Regions from separate parts of the Gossypium hirsutum genome. Here region 1 is linked to region 2. Evidence: chromatin contacts called from public Hi-C data. All regions are on one chromosome and are shown on one strand. Each heading gives the region's core, a stretch centred on a gene start, on an enhancer-like site or on the middle of the called end of the contact. The rest is flanking DNA. Distances are from core to core; before and after follow the strand shown. Region 1 holds the start of LOC107951138 (14-3-3-like protein B). Region 2 holds the start of LOC121203086 (serine/threonine-protein kinase SAPK1).

Evidence for each region. A called contact is a pair of places that touch in the nucleus more often than the background predicts.
Region 1: a Hi-C map of leaf shows a contact between it and region 2, with 2.0 times the contacts expected there. The contact joins the promoter of LOC107951138 here to the promoter of LOC121203086 in region 2. A contact is called at or near these places in 2 of 34 Hi-C or Micro-C datasets (leaf and seedling).

The regions. Positions count from the first base shown.
Region 1 is chrA02:17,182,910-17,185,609 of Gossypium_hirsutum_v2.1, reverse strand. It overlaps LOC107951138 (14-3-3-like protein B), which reads left to right and starts at 1,294. Exons shown (of 4, transcript XM_016886073.2): 1 at 1,294-2,094; 2 at 2,270-2,392. The coding sequence starts at 1,597.
Region 2 is chrA02:16,569,119-16,571,818 of Gossypium_hirsutum_v2.1, reverse strand. LOC121203086 (serine/threonine-protein kinase SAPK1) reads left to right here and starts at 1,354. Exons shown (of 8, transcript XM_041085512.1): 1 at 1,354-2,303; 2 at 2,458-2,559; 3 at 2,696-2,700. The coding sequence starts at 2,190.

The DNA of each region.
Region 1 (2,700 bases), core at 45-2,544, 610 kb before region 2:
AAAATTATAGTAACAAATCAATTTACATTATTAATAAATAAAGAAATTTCAACAAGTTATTAATTTATTTTGATGTTTTAAAATTATTTTACAAAAGTATCAATGAAACTTATTGTCTTTAATAGTTGTTTACGAAACTCAAATTTATTTTAACTATATAATCTTGAATTTTCTATGTTAATCTAGAAGTAAAGAAAAATCCTTACAATTAAATAAATAAATTAATTTTATCTACCATGCCAAGCAATAGTCATAATTTTTCATCACTTATTTACCCAAGCATAGAACAAACAATTAATTTAATTAATTTCAAGGATATTTTTCTTTACTTTTAGCTTAGCATGGAAGAATCCAAATTATACAATCAAAATAAATTTAAGCTTCATAGACAATTATTATATATAAGTTATTTGTTGATTTTGTTAATTTTAAAATTTAAAAGGAGAATAAATTAATTAATTTTAATATTATAATACAAATCGATTGACATTATCAATGGATAAAATTGTTTCAATAGTTTATTCAATTTATTTTGATGTTTTGAAATTTAAATTTTGATATTAAAAAATAGAATTTTCAACAATAGAATAAACAATTACAAATTGACAAATTTTGTGTATTATTTTAGTTTCTACCTCTTTTCACTTTAATCTTTAATTTTTTACCCTAATCAATATTTAAAAAAGATATCTTTTAGGTGACCAAAATAAAAGTGTAAACATAATGTAATGTGTATAATTAACAGTCATTAGAGATTAAATATTTAGATAATTAAAATGAAAGCATCCTAAAAATTAGATGATCAAATTGTAAAAATTTTATTTTAAGTGATTAAAATAAAAATACTCTAAAAATTATGTCACCAACTAAGTAGTTTAGCGTTGTTGTTATACAAAGTGGTCTGCATTAAGATGCAGTTCCAACTTCATCCAGCCCATTGGAAGCGTTTTAAGCCGTATCCATATTTTAGCATAATTCATTCCATAGATAGGAATTTTTGAATAATAAATATTTTTAAAAAGTTGGTGTATTATATTATAGCAGAGGAAAAGTTAGAGCTTTAAAACTTTTATTTTGGTTGGCTGGCCTGCTGCAACACAAGGAAAGCCGCCAAAAGGAATACAATTTAAAAAAACAAAGGCCAGCTGGAGAGAACTATAAACGACGAAGCCTTTGATAGAGTTTGATTTGATACTCGCGTTGAAAACGTTATCAGTCATGCTCAAACGACACCGTTTCGAGCTGGATTAGGTCCCACTTATTACAGGCAAATCTTATCTCCAAAACCGCCCAATTCCATTTTAAATCCTGAATCATTAGTTTTCAAATCCAGATTCCCCAACAAAACCATACTTTTCTTCGCTCAAAAATTCAATAATAAGTCTATCTTAATTAAATAAAATTAAGAAAAACAAAAAACCAACAACCAATTCTATTCTCATTTTTAGTTACCATTATACCCTCCTCAACCTTGCGTTAAAAAAAAAAAAAAACCCCTCTAAATCTTCAGGCCTTCAGCGTCCCTCCCGAAAGCGAAGGCAAAAAAAAAAAAAAACTGAAAAACGTTCTCTCCCTCGAAACCCACCATTACGGCAAATGGCGACGACGGTCACCGGCAACCTGAGCCGCGATCAGTACGTTTACTTAGCGAAGCTATCCGAGCAAGCTGAGCGCTATGAGGAGATGCTTCAGTTCATGCAAAAGCTGGTCCTCGGCTCAACCCCAGCCGCTGAATTAACCGTCGAGGAAAGGAACCTTCTCTCCGTCGCCTACAAAAACGTCATCGGATCTCTACGTGCCGCGTGGAGAATCGTTTCTTCCATCGAGCAGAAAGAAGAAGGTCGAAAGAACGAGGAACATGTTGTGCTGGTTAAGGAGTACAGATCCAAGATTGAATCCGAGTTGTCGGAAGTTTGCGCTAGTATCTTGACTTTATTGGAGTCGAATCTGATCCTCTCTGCTACTGCTAGTGAGTCCAAGGTTTTCTATTTGAAGATGAAAGGAGATTATCATCGCTATTTAGCGGAGTTTAAGGTTGGTGATGAGAGGAAAGCTGCTGCTGAGGATACTATGTTGTCTTACAAGGCTGCTCAGGTAACATTTTAACTCTAGCTCAAGCTTTGACTGAATAGTTGAATTTTACAGTACAATTTTGGATGTTGACTTGGGGGAATATGACTTTACGGTTGGGGCTTCGATTGTGAAACCTCTTTCATATTTTCTTCTTCCAAAGTTGATTCTTTAGATTTTTGTGTTGAACTGAATGAAGGATATTGCACTGGAGGATCTAGCACCGACGCACCCTATCAGATTGGGGCTTGCGCTGAATTTCTCGGTGTTCTACTATGAGATTCTCAATCAGTCAGACAAGGCATGTAGCATGGCTAAACAGGTGCGTTTTCCTGTTATTTTTGTTACCACTTTATCATGTTTTATGCTATAAATCCACCATTTAGTTTAATCTGGAGCCTATTAGATTAAAGTATGAACCAGCATTAGTTAAATAATTTTTTGTTCAGATAATTGCAAAAAGATAGCTCCATTTGTATTTGTTTGATTCTCATCATTCTATTACTTTAAACTCACTTCTCATTTTGAAAATTTTGAACTTGGGAAGAAACTAGTGTTAAATCAGGGTGTTAGCTATAGTACATAATGTTTTTTGATGTAGATCTGCTAAACCAAATCCTTATGAGCAAT
Region 2 (2,700 bases), core at 105-2,604:
AATTTTCCTTGGTTTCTAGATCATTCCACCCTTAAAATATTTGCACTATTAGTCCTTCAACTTTTCATATTTATACTTTAATCCCTCAAATTTTGAGTATTTACTCTTGGGCCACAAAACTTTTTTCACTTTTACAATTTAGTCCTTTCTTAAATCAATATGTCATAATATACTTCCCAGTGACATAACTCAATTTTCCTCTTCTTGTCACTTTTTTTCCTTATTTTATTATATTAAGGATAATATCTTACTATAGAAATTTTCAGGGTGTTACACATTATTGAACAAATTTTAAAAGAACATATTTTAATATAAAATTTTCACCCACACAGCGGGCATGACAAAATCCAATATACTCTAAAGTCTTGTCTACATGATCATTGTAAGAAAGCAGTTAAATTGTTATCTTGATCTCTCTACTATGCTCACATTTGGGATTTCTTTAATCTAAACTACTATATATAAAAAGAATGTCATGGGCATTCCTTATGTGGCATGTGTACCAATCTTTTGTTTTTTAGATTATATAATATTGGTCAAATTTTAGTTTTGGTCCCTATAGTACACTCAATTTTCAGATCTAATTTTTAACATAATTTGGTACCTCAAGTTTTACAATATCATTGGTTAGTCTAAATACTTTATTCTGATTAAAATTGTAAAGTGAGTTTTTAATTGTTAACGCCGTTAAAATTCTTTTTTACATTTAGGTCTTTACAAATTATTTTTTTATTAATTTCAAAATGTTACATTAACAATTTTAATAATAAAAAAGTAATAGTGCTATCAACTATACTTGATTGTCTTTTTTTTTTTAATCTAAAGTGTAGAGAGATTACATTTTAAAGAATAAATAAGGACTAAATTTCAAATATACAAAGAGGATTTGGACTTGAAGTATATTTTAACCTTCACATATTTACTTTATAATTTGACTTAAAAACTAATTAACCCAAGGCAACATGTGTGTCAAGATTAATACTAATATTTTTAATACAATATTTAAAATTACTCATAATCATTTTTTAACCCTTAAATAAAAAAATAAAACATATTTAAGTGTGCCCAAATCCATGTACAACCATGCGGATAGCAATTTAACTAAATATCAATTCACTAATATATTTTATTTTAATAATTCATTTAATATCAATTTTTTCAGGTGCATATTGTATTTTCTTCAAAATTCTTCTACTAAAACAATTAACAATAATGAAAAAAAAAACTGTTTCGGTCTTCAAAGAATTTTAACCCTCAATATGGTATTCTTAGTTTGGTGAAAAGGCATGTCAAATCTGATGGCAATTTCAACTCCATCCTACAATCATTGAGCAAATAAACAAATTTGAGGCTATATTTTTCATCCGATTCCCCTCCAATCATATCAAATAAAATAATAGTACTACTTTTTTTTTCTATAATTTCAAAATACCTTACAAGATAAACCCAAAGAAAATAAGAACATGACTGATTATTCATTCATCTGATGTCATGAAATACCCACTCCTTGAATGAATATATCTTCCATGATTTGACCTAATACTTGTGCTGTAAAACCACCAAAGCGATTTTCAGCCCATACCCACACCACCTTCCTTGGTCTTTATTGTCCTTATTTATCAGAACTGTAAATTCCATACCTCATTTTAGTTTCTAAAGCTTTGTGATTCCCTAGTGCACTTGTCTTTTTTCTTTTAACATTTATGTTCCAATGAATGGAAGCTCCATCATTCTGTACACGTGTTCCCTTTGCAGTGAAAGAAATGAGGCTTCCAGATTTTAGACGATGATGGTTGTCACTTCTCAGTCGCAACTAACTTTGAATAAAAAGCACACCTAAGTGCTGGACTTCTTGTGCTTCCTTTTTTTTTTTTTTACACTGTTGTTTTTCCAGAGACATAATAAAGAGAAGAAGACATCAAAGACTTGCAGTGGGAGTACTTTTGACAAAAAAGAAAAACTATGGAGCGTTATGAGATTGTGAAAGATATAGGATCTGGGAATTTTTGTGTGGCCAAGCTTGTTAGAGATAGATGGACAAAAGAACTCTTTTCTATTAAGTTCATTGAGAGAGGCCACAAGGTCTTGTCTTATCTATACCTTGTTTCTTACATCTTATTAAATCTTTTTTTCCAACTTTTTCTTTTCTTGTTCCAATCCGATTATCTATCATTATCCTTTTTTTTTATATGGGTTTGTTGCTTAAAGGGGTTTTTTTTTTGTTGCTGATTGATGAACATGTGCAAAGGGAAATCATGAATCATAGATCATTAAAACATCCCAATATTGTTAGATTCAAAGAGGTTGGTACTCTTTTATAATCTATGATCCTTTTTTGTCTTGTTCTTGTTTGGCTTAGCTTTGCTCCATTATGTTTAATGAAGATAGGTTAGGGCTCTGTGTTTTATCCTGACTTATTTTTGGGTTAACTTTCTTTTTGATACATTGCTCTTGCAGGTTCTTCTTACACCTACACATCTAGCCATAGTCATGGAGTATGCTGCAGGTGGAGAGCTCTTTGAGCGCATCTGCAGTGCTGGTAGATTTAGTGAAGATGAGGTAAATATTCTAAAATACCCATAGTCCAAAAAAGCATAGTGAAAGAGTGTATTGTACTCTATTCTATTGCATAATACAATTTTCTCATATCTAAATCTTCCATGGGAGATTTTAACAGGCAAGGTTTTTCTTTCAGCAATT